2 separate regions of the Bombyx mori genome follow, and region 2 is linked to region 1. The links are chromatin contacts, called in public Hi-C maps. All regions are on one chromosome and are shown on one strand. The core of a region is the stretch at or near the end of the contact, and the rest is flanking DNA. Distances in the headings are between cores, read along the strand shown. Region 1 overlaps LOC101744693 (IQ motif and SEC7 domain-containing protein 1). Region 2 overlaps LOC692674 (transcriptional activator cubitus interruptus).

Evidence for each region. A called contact is a pair of places that touch in the nucleus more often than the background predicts.
Region 2: a contact with region 1 is called in a Hi-C map of posterior silk gland, with 2.5 times the contacts expected there. The contact joins two enhancer-like sites. A contact is called at or near these places in 2 of 7 Hi-C or Micro-C datasets (posterior silk gland and whole pupa).

Annotation. Positions count from the first base shown.
Region 1 is chr27:6,186,090-6,191,714 of ASM3026992v2, reverse strand. LOC101744693 (IQ motif and SEC7 domain-containing protein 1) reads left to right here. Exons shown (of 23, transcript XM_021346151.3): 8 at 57-180; 9 at 1,414-1,546; 10 at 3,616-3,709; 11 at 4,992-5,142. Among protein-coding and RNA genes, the nearest start is that of Mir3410, 18 kb to the right of the region's middle. Within about 2 kb of position 2,489, at least 4 of the 8 cell types and tissues checked have open chromatin away from gene starts, as enhancers often do.
Region 2 is chr27:6,598,501-6,604,125 of ASM3026992v2, reverse strand. LOC692674 (transcriptional activator cubitus interruptus) reads right to left here. Exons shown (of 21, transcript XM_062676509.1): 19 at 5,372-5,542; 20 at 4,842-4,982; 21 at 889-4,636. The coding sequence ends at 2,555. Among protein-coding and RNA genes, the nearest start is that of LOC119630801, 17 kb to the left of the region's middle. Within about 2 kb of position 3,190, at least 5 of the 8 cell types and tissues checked have open chromatin away from gene starts, as enhancers often do.

The DNA of each region.
Region 1 (5,625 bases), core at 1,240-3,739:
AATTTTACGTTTAACAATTATTCCGATTCTAAAACTCCATTTGTCCGTAATTACAGGTACTGATATCTACGCGACTACGTTGCTACAAAAAAGTCCCAGCGGCACAGAAAAGATGTTAGCTTTGACGAGACCCATGAGGTCGATGTCCTTGCGGGAGCGACACGAACCACCCGACATGGGGTAAGTTACAAGGAATCCTACAGAGAGGTCATACAATAGCCGATTAATTCCAGTCAGTAACGACAGAGCTCTAGAACATCAAATCTATTATTTTCTTCGATTTTCGTTAATATAATTCAAACTTTTTTTTTATTGCTTAGATGGGTGGACAAGGTCACATTCCACCTGGTGTTAAGTGGTTACTGGAGCCCATAGACATCTACGACTACCAACCCACCTTGAGATACAAGTTCTAAAGTCTCAGTATAGTCACAACGGCTGCCCCACCCTTCAAACCGAAACGCATTACTGCTTCACGGCAGAAATAGGCAGGGCGGTGATACCCACCAGCGCGGACTAACAAGAGGTCCTACCACCAGTAATTACGCAAATTATAATTCTGCGGGTTTGATTTTTATTACACGATGTTATACTCTAATATATACTATGTACTACTCTTAATTTTTTATCTAATGCTAACTGGGCTATCACAGTTTCAAACACGAACAACATCTTGTTCGTCCGTGACCACTAAAAAAGTATACGAAATGTCGGAAATAATATAAGGAAAATAAACAGAGGAAGGTCAGAGGAATCACCGCCTAGCTAAGGACATCGGCAATCGGGTTTCAAGGACATGTCCTTATCGAATACAAATTAAATCCTTCTTAAAGAAAAGAGGTTTTTTATCTAATTACTTTTGCCGTAAAGTATCAAATTATAGTACAGAAATAAAAGGGAAAAGTATATTGAATTTAGGTCGCTTCTTCGACTCGAATATTGTGAATTATAATTTAATAATTGTTTGTATGTACTAAGGAGTAAGCATTTACAAAAATTCTGTAAGCTGAACTTGACTGAAATTAACTGCATACTACAAATTTGTATTGAAAAGGTGAAATAATCAGATAAATCTCTAGAATTTATAGCCGCATAAAAATGCTGATACAGGACTTTTTTTTTTATTGTCTACATGGTTGGACGAGCTCACAGCCCACCTGGTGTTAAGTGGTTACTGGAGCCCATAGACATCTACAACGTAAATGCGCCACCCACCTTGAGATATAAGTTCTAAGGTCTCAGTATAGTTACAACGGCTGCCCCACCCTTCAAATCGAAACGCATTACTGCTTCACGGCAGAATTAGGCGGGGTGGTGATACCTACCCGTGCGGACTCACACAATTTATACAAAGGTATAAGATTTTAACTTTGAATCAAAAAATTAAGTGGTGGTATTGTTTTTTTTTCGCAGCAACCACTTGCAATGCGACACGCACGACGTAGAAGCCATGGTTGCTAGAGTTCAGCAGTCGGCTCACCAGATCCACATGATCGCCACCGATCTACCGCCCGGGGTGCTTCATCCGGCTGACGCAGACAGCGGGGTATGACGGATATTAAACAAATCATTACTTAACTTTTACCTAATTTTGGTACATAACTTCTTAATGAGTCAATACATGTAAGAAACCTTCGTTTTCCAAATTAAAAAGGTCTGATGTATTCGTAGTTGTGCGAATATATGCCTTTGTACTAGGACCTATTGCCCAAAACACGTGATTACGGATTCTCCCGATCCATTAACGGTGCTTTTAGGTACCACAAGCACCGGTAAATGTCCTCGTCGAACCCGTCGCTTTTGACGTAGGGCTCAACGAGCGAATTAACCCACAGACACAGCCCACAGAGTTTCTCGCCGGATCTTCTCAGTAGGTCGCGTTTCCGATCCGGTGGTAGATTCTGCGAAGCACTGCTCTTGCTAGGGTGAGTGTTAGCATCACTCCGGTTTGAGCCCCGTGAGCTCACCTACTAGCTAAGGTTACGCTGAAATAGCCTCTCAAGGCTATCAGCTTAGATAGGAAAAAAAATACCCAGATTAATTTCTAAATGCTTTGTTTATTCTAATTAGAAGTACTGAATAACTATTATTTTCTGTGAAAAGCCTTCAAATTACTGTATAAATATTTATATTTCCCTGATTCTGTTGATTTGGGTACACACACGGAGTACAAAAAAAAATATGACTCAGCTAATTCTGTTGTGCATTTACTATATTTACCATATATATATTTTTACTAACTGTGTTCTTACTTTTCCTAGTGATTCCGGTATCTAATTTAATCTAATTTAATCACTGTGCAATTAAAAATAACGGAAAATTTCTATAACTAAAGCATCGTAACACGAGTAGGTATAGCGATCGCGACACTTCCTACATAAAAACTATGCGATAAAAATGTCAACGCACTACATCTTAGCGAATATAATAACCTTGTTCGGCTGTTACACAAAGCGTGTGTGTATTATTAGTTAAATAAACACAATGACATGATAGCCCAAACAATATTCTATCAGTTGGTGACGTGCGCCGCGTCGTGTGGTCGCCTGCGCACCGTCTTATAGAAACCGTGTAATTAAATACGGTATATCAACTATTGAATACGACGCGACATTAAACCTAGTGCTCACTTAGATATTTCTAGAAAAATAAGAAACAAAAAAAAATGTGTTACGAAGTGAATCGTAAAAAGTCGAAAGTGCTAATGAAATCGGCAAAGAAGAGCAAAGATGTATTTCGGATAGTGAAAATGACAAGACTGTGGAGTTTCAATACCGGAAAATATGATTTACGTAAATATAATGTAGGTCTTTTTTTCTTTGGTATAATCACGACGGAAGGGTAGCTTCCGGGATTGTCACAGGGAACACCAATATCAGCCGTCAGCTTTCCTATTTAGATAAAAATAGTATACGGCTTCCGCAAGGAGGTCGATGGCATTCGTATAATACCGGCTGTATTTTATTGAGTGCTGAGATCGGCTGTTAAATTCCAGCCGTGAGCATCCGTGAGCACTTGTTACTCACGATGTATGGATTTCATACGAACAGAGAAATGATAGTGATCGCGTGCCATCGCGTCGAGTTGCGAAAAAATTTTCTGAATTAAATTTCTGTGAAATGTCATTATCACATTAAAACAAAGAATGTTAAAGTAAATAACATATTAATAAACAAATAATCTAGGGAACGTATACATTAAACTCTCAGACAAAGCGCAAACAAACTTGTCCGTCACACAAATATCCGAACTGGGAATCGAACCAACGTCTATTGGCAAAGCAGTCAGGGGTGCTAACTAGTGTGTCACCTAATCCTGTTATATAAAAAAAATATTTGGGATTTAAGCTTTCCGTCACTAAGCTTTGTTGCGATTTAGTACCTGGCTAACAAATCAATTAAAAAAAACCTCATCACTGTATTTTTACGAGTTGAATTAATTTATTCTATATCCTAAGTGAGAACACAAAAATCGACTTTTAATTATTCTCAAACCAAACAATCCTGACTCAAACGTAATGTAAATAATATTTTCAGTATTATTTAATCAGCAAGACAATTTACTTAGTCGGTGTTTTAAATTAATATGTAATCACGTGTATTTCGTGAATTTCAGGTTTGCAGTTGTTCAGTTAGCGGCTCCGTGACCAATATATCGACTTCATCATCGCACAATGAATCTCTACACAATCACCAGATGATGAATACTGGTATGTTGGAATAAATAATTTAAAAATATATTGCTTATATGGGCGGAATAATAGGTTACAAATAAAATGTTTCAATAAATAATAAATAAAATAAAATAAATAAATATTTACTAACAGTCACGCCACGTTAACTGGTCCCGTGATAAGTTCGTAAAGAACTTGTGTTACAGGTACCAGATAACGGAAATAAATGTAAGATTTTTATTATACACATACACATATTTAATATATATACATAACCCTGGAAAAGACATTTATATTTATCATACAAATATCTTCCCTTGGCGGGATTCGAACCCGCGACCCCCTGTGTAGTGACTATGTCACTTACCGCTACACCAGACGGCCGTTCAATAATAAAAACATTGCTTATATGGGGGAACTAGGTCAAAGCCCACCCGATTTTAAGTGGTTACCGGAACTCATAGTCATTAACAACGTAAATGCCGCCACCCGGCTTGAGACATTACTTCCAAGTCCCAGTTTTCCAGTACAACGTCTGCCCCACCTTTCAAACCGGAACGCATTAATGCTTCACGGCAGAAATAGGCAGGGTGGTATGTATCTACCTACCGGACTCACAACACAGCCTACCGATAATATTACCGAAATAGTTTGAAGGGTTGGGCAGTTTTTATACAATACAATAGATACTTTTACTTCACGCCTACAAGCTTCCTTATCCACTTAACATTAGGATATCAAATCTTTAGAAGCACATTCATGAGCTATCATCTTGAATCTAGCTGAAACTAAATTAAATCTTCACTAGGTAAATTTTACGCAAGTTCTTCCTAGAAACGGCGACGGTAACTATCGCCAAACGCATCACACGAATATGTTATTATATGTTAATGGTCCATCGGACGTATATGTATTGTTAGGCGCTGGGGTCGGGATAAATAAAATTCCACCAAATTACAACTATAAACTGTATTCAACACTTGAAAAACACTTAAAACAATTCACAAACACTTTAAAATTCTCAATTCGCTTCTTCCGCTTCGCTTCAGGTAATACGTTCGCTGTTTCGCTTCGAGTAGTTCCGATTACTGGCTGACTGCGTGCCATCTCTACAATTCTTTTATAGCCGATACCTCATCCCTAGAGTTATCGAGAATATTCCACACATCTGTGGAACTTCTCGAGCGTTCTAGGTGTTACTAGATCCTTCGATATTCGTTCGACTATTCGGCGATAGATGGCGTTACTCTTACCGGCGTAACAGTATATACTAAAAACTACAAGTACGCCATAACCCGACAAGCAACGTCTATTTCAGGTCCGATCTATGGAAATCTACTCTCGTCGGGTGGCAAACCCCTGTCGTCTCCCACCCCCCGACAGCAGCAGCAACTGGCTGCGATACAAGCTGCGAACGCCAGGAGGATGCCTCCGGAAGTGCCCAAAAGAACGAGCAGCATAACTCTAAAGTAATTATAAAGTTTTCAATTGTTTTTATCCATTTAATTGCAGTTTTATTTAACTCAAGCCTTTTATCAGCAAATACGGTCAGACAGTTTAAAATATCTTGAGTTACGTCCCTACGCCGGGATCCTAACTCGGGAAGTGTGACGATTGTTTTGACAAAGACGTACTTGAACGAATATGTTTCGTGGACGATGTGGACGATGAAGAAAAAATTTATTAAAGTCGCTGCTATAATTGAAAACTACGCCATTTGCTATATTAATTTCAGATTTGATTTGTGATTTGATTGTGTTGTCCAAGACAGCACTGATCCATCTCAAATCAAATCAAATCAAAAAAATGTTATTCAACATAAATGAAAGTACATACTTGTTGAACGTCAAAAGAACTACCGCCAATTCACAAGAACTAGCCTCCGTCCTGAGAAGAATTGGCAAGAAACTCAGCGGGCATGTTTTTTTTTTTTTTAAATATTAGATTATTAT
Region 2 (5,625 bases), core at 1,941-4,440, 410 kb before region 1:
TCGAACCGACACGCATTACTGCTTCACAGCAGAAATAGGCAGATTGGTGGTACCTACCCGTGCAGACTCACAAGAGTTCCTACCTCGTTCGTACTTACTGCGTCGTACGTACTGCGTTCACCTGGCTGGTCAGTAAACGAAACCTGTCATCGAAATTGTATGTTAAAGAAAAGACGGCTTCGCGGCTCATTACGATAATCGAGATGTCACATGATTCAGATGAGATCTATCGCAATGTTTTAATGATAACGGCTTTGCTAGTCTCTGACTTGTTGTTGCTACTAGGCGGACGAGCATACGTCCTGATGGTGAGTGAGCACCGACGCTTATGAACGTATGTAATGCAAGAGGTCAACAAGCCTTTCGCTAAAACTCTTCTGAAAGCTTGACTAAAAGAGCCAAAGGGAACTGGGTTCATCCATACTACCTAGAAGTAGTGCCTTCATCGACAGCGCGTTTCAAGAGGTCCTTTTTTGCTACATACCATTCGGCTTTGGGATCAATTCCCCTCATTGGTATTCCCCGTGTAGTATAAAATGTTCTAAATCGCGATGCGAGATGGTAGGGGGAAACCTACATGTATCCCCTATTGATGTTCATACTCAGCGATGATGGCATAAGACTTTTATAACAAAATAATATATAAAGAAAAGTTCGCTCATGACTCATTTAAAATATATAGTAGTATCGAATATCATATTGAAATTTTAAGGTTTGAATTGAAGAATTTTGTGAATTAATTTCTTATGTTATTTTTTATGTACAGTAAATGTGTTCTAATTATATATTGGCGTCAATATACCTTCAACACTTGAACCGCATTATAGCATCGCATTCTGATGCGATAAGGGTATACCAAATGAATTCAAGAAAGAAAAAACACAAAAATTAATGATGCCACATTTTCATTCAAGAATATTTATTTGAAAATAAATGTCACAGATGTCCCCCAACTATTACAAAACAGTATAAAACAAATAATTTACTACAAGATACAGTTCATTTATTTCTCTACCTTTCGTTTTGTGCGTAAATTTAAATACCATTAACAAATATTTAAAAACTAGTAATCTCAATTAAAAAATTATAATAAACTATTTCTAAGAGATTCATAACTAAATTAATGTTAGTTAATATTTAATTAACGATCGATATTACAATAAAAATCCTAATGAAAATATCTATTTTGTACAAAATTTTATTCCAGCTAATAATCTCATAGATCACTTATGTGATAGACTAAAAATTAAAAATACAAAATAATACGTAATCCAAGAACGTTTAAGGCACAAAATACATTGTATCTTAAAAGTATGTACAGTTTCGTGTATGTACATTCTAAGGCACATTTTTTTTATGTAAAAAGCTACAAAATTACATGTAAATGCAATAATAGTACTATTGGAAGACGATTTGTTATGTACAATCTCAAACGATGTCTTTTAAATTTTAGAACTTAGGTTAAGGTTTTTTTTTTAAATTTTTTATATGTAAAAGTATGTTTTAAAAAATAATCAGTCTCGAAGGGACGTGTAGCAACAACCTATGTTTCAATGCACCAAGAATCAAGGATACATAATCCACGAACCTGAACAGAGGTTTTCAGAGAGGTAGCGATCCGACATCTCGTATTCAGTGTTAAACGGGTATCCAAAGAACGGATCTTCAAACGACTGACCTTTACGAGGTCATATCCACCCACTAACGCGTTAGGAACTAAAATTATTCCGGTTCACAGGGAAATGGCATGAAAAATATAGGGCAATTGAAACTACAACCGCGCCACCTGCCGTACATTTTTCGTACTAGATTATAGCTCATGTGGTTTGGTTAAATAAACTATAGCATTATGAAGTTTCATCAAAATCTGTGCTGTAGTTATTGCGTGAATGAGTATTAAAGATCCACCCAATATCACATATCTTCGCATTTATTATTATAATTATTTTGCCATGTTTGCATACTTTTATGGCGGGCTTTGAGCGCAGCGATCGAATCAAGAAATTTCGTAACGAAAATAAAACCTAACACTCCCCCACTCCGCCTACCATGTAGCTCGCGTTCAACACATTCACACGTTGCGCTTGTGTAGTGTTTGTGAATAAGCGCGCGGCGTGACGTCGCACTGCATGCACAACACGGTTTAGTTTAGCGCACGGTTTAGCTTGTGAGTGTGAAGGGGACAGTTAATGTTTTGCTTTTGTTAATATTTATAAATATAGCGTGGTCTTATTAATTATTGTTTTAATATTAAATTATTATTGTCTCATTACAATTGCATAAGTTGATAAAAAATGCTATGCAATAGCTTTACCGCGGCAGTCCCAGAGTGCCAAACGTGTTTCTTTATATTATTTCGTTGAAAGTTAAAAATGGTATGGTTGCTTCGATTGACTTCTGAAACTTGAGCATAGTACATTACGTACACTCTCACTTGTTAACTGCCCTACAATAAGTGAATTAGAAATCGAATATGTGGCATTAGTGCACTGTTCAAGTATGTAGTTTATGTCCTTGATTTTACAAAAAAAATATTAATAATACACTTAAGCAACTATTGAATCATTTGGAGGTATTGATTCTCCTCGTAAAACGAAGACAAAGACGTCTGGAGGTCATTCACAACCATATTATCGCCTTGCAGGGGATGCGTGGTGCTCGACACCATTTCAGAACTCTTCCAGTTTTCACAGTTCTCGACGTACTCCAGCGTTCTCTGATAAGTTTCCTGTCTCATTGAATTGTTTTGGGTCTTCCGTCTTCCGTTGTTCGCTTCGATTTGCGACTGAGATATGTCCCAGACTTGGACTTCGCTGGGCTGATTGTTTTGGCTCCTCAGGCTGTTCATGCTGCAATCAGCCTGGTCGTTCTTGATTTGGTTGCAGTTCGTCAGCCGGTTGCACTTGACTTGTTTCTGGCTTCCCGTCGACATGTTCACGGAATTCGGTGTGGACTTCTGTGGATTGTGTTTGTTGAACTGATTGCCTGGATAGTCCCATTGGTTGTAAGGCCTCTGGTGATTGTAATATTGGTTATTGTTCATCATAGCTTGGTTGTATTGGTGATTGTTCTTCGGTGGTGGAGGTCCCATCACGTTGTTATTGACGACGGCATTGTATGGAGGCGGCTGAGGGTACTGTACGTTCTGGTTGTAATGGTTGGTCTGTGCGGGCGGGCACTGGTGTTGCGTGTCGCAGTAACTGGTCATTACACCCCGGGTCATATTGCCGCTGTTGTCGACGCTCATCATGGACGATCTAGACGACTGCATCGGGTGAGCACGGCTGTTCTGGTTGAAGTTCATCTGTTGGTAGTTCATCATAGGCTGGTTCGGATAATGAACGTTCTGATTTTGAACCATTTGATTGACCGTCGGTGCTTGGTTCTGGTTGTAAGATTGCATGATTTGATAATTTTGCACGTTTTGATGGTGCACGTTAACATTTTGGTTTTGCATTGGATATTGTGGTGGTTGGTTGTTATTGTAATTTTGCGTGTACTGGTTCGGCATCGGCATATTTGGCCGAGCCGGCATTCTGTGACAGTTGGGCCGATAGTTGAGAGCCATTTGTTGTTGATTAACGTTGATCATTTGATTTTGGAGATTGGGGTTCACAGGTCCGTTCATAGCCACCGGCATGTTTTGTATCATTGGACTTGCCATGCCCTGTCCCATTGGGCTTTGCATTCCTGGATGCATGGGGCTGGGCATACCGTGGCTCATGGGACTGGCTATGGTCTGTCCCATCGGACTAGCCATGTTCATCATGGGACTAGCCATATTCTGTGACATGGGGCTACTGACGTTATTGTGACGAGGGCTCAACATTATTTGGTTGGGTATCTGTGGACTCATGAGACTTTGCATGCTTTGTGGGCTCATGGCATTATGCTGCGGGGACATTACACTCATCGCACTTTGGGGGCTCATCACGTTATAAGCACTGGGAGGGGACATAATATTTTGTGGGATATTGTGCGGACTCATAACGCTTTGTGGACTCATTGCACTGTGCGGGAGGCTTTGTGGACTCAACATGCTGTGAGGCAGGTTCTGCGGACTCAAAATATTTTGACTCATTATAGTCTTAGTATTCGTCTTATTCTGTTTCTGAGCATTAGCCCTAATTTTATTGGATTGTTCAGTCTGGTTGGCTGTCATCGTTTGCAGTGATTGCAAAGGATTCGGATCCGACTTCTTCGTTTCCCTTTCTTTGTTCTCTGCTTTGACTTCCGGGGTGACTTGTTCTTGTAGAGGAGTTTTATCTTCGGGTGTTTTGACAGCCAGAAGAGAGCCGCTGTTGCCCGACATACTAACGTCTAACGACCTTAAATCGACTTGAATATCACTTATATTGAGATCACTTCCTATGGCACCTAGATTTTTAAGTAGAGAATCGTCACTGGTCGCTACGTCACTGACTTTATCACTGGAATTATTAGTGTTTTGTTGTTCGTTTGTGGTATTGTCTTTGGTAGCACTGTCCTTATCTAGACTCGGTTCTGTGTTAGGTCGATTTGCGGAGTCCGTTTTAGCTGATGTTTCCGCTTCGGTTGCCAATATTGATTGGTTAAGATATTGCATCATTTCGTCGGGTATCACCAGCTTATTCTCCACCATTTCACCTTCAGCCACCTTATGAGAAAAAAAGATTAAGCAATTAATTTAAAATAAAAACCGCTTTATGCTGGTATTCCAATGTGATTGAAATAATCATTACACTATTGTTATCTTTATTGTACATGCAATCTTATATCTTGATAAATATTCTGATTTCTTTGTAACAATTTCAATCGGTAGATTAATTAATTTGAAAACTCCAAGTCATTTTTATTCGTACCTGTTCCAAGTTGACTTCCTGGTTGGGGTGGTGGATCTGTGCCGTGGTGACCACCACGGTGCTGGTGGAATTGGACCGTGACTCCTTATACGTCACAGTTTCCTGGTCGCATTCAGTTTTGAACGGGAACGGAGCGTCGCCCTAAAAGCATTTAATAACAAAATTACTGTCGATGAAATGTTGAAGACAAAAGAATCAACTTCTCTGAAACCCTTCAAGACATATTAAATAGTTTATCTATAGGAATTTCTAAAAAATGATGCATCCTCTTTCACTATTACGTAAAAGAATAATATGATTACTGCATTTTTGTAAGATTTAGTCAAATTAAAAATGCACATGATCCCAAGCAATTATCAGAATCTGTAGACACCGTCGCGTGAACGTGACAGCTTAGACATTGAATTTGAAGATCTTGACTTTTGGCATAGCGTTACAGAAATAGAAACAGCAAATACAGCAGCAACTCAACATCAATATGAACTATGGTGTCTGAAAAGTTGGCATTTGAGCAAAAAACGTTAACTTACCAAACCGTCGGTTCCGCAAGGGTACGGCTGGTAGCCTTGGGTCTGATCACTTAAGTTCGACTGCTCCGAAAGTCTTCTCGCCTCTTCTTTCACTTGAACGTTCGGATCCAACTCCAATGCTAGTTCCTCTGCCCTGACTTCAGAACATGTGACTCCCCGGAGTAGGATGGCCTGGAAGATAGCGCGAGAGATCGCTATTTAATTTTATCTATACTAATATATAAATCTACAGTGGTTTTTCCGGATGTTCCGTT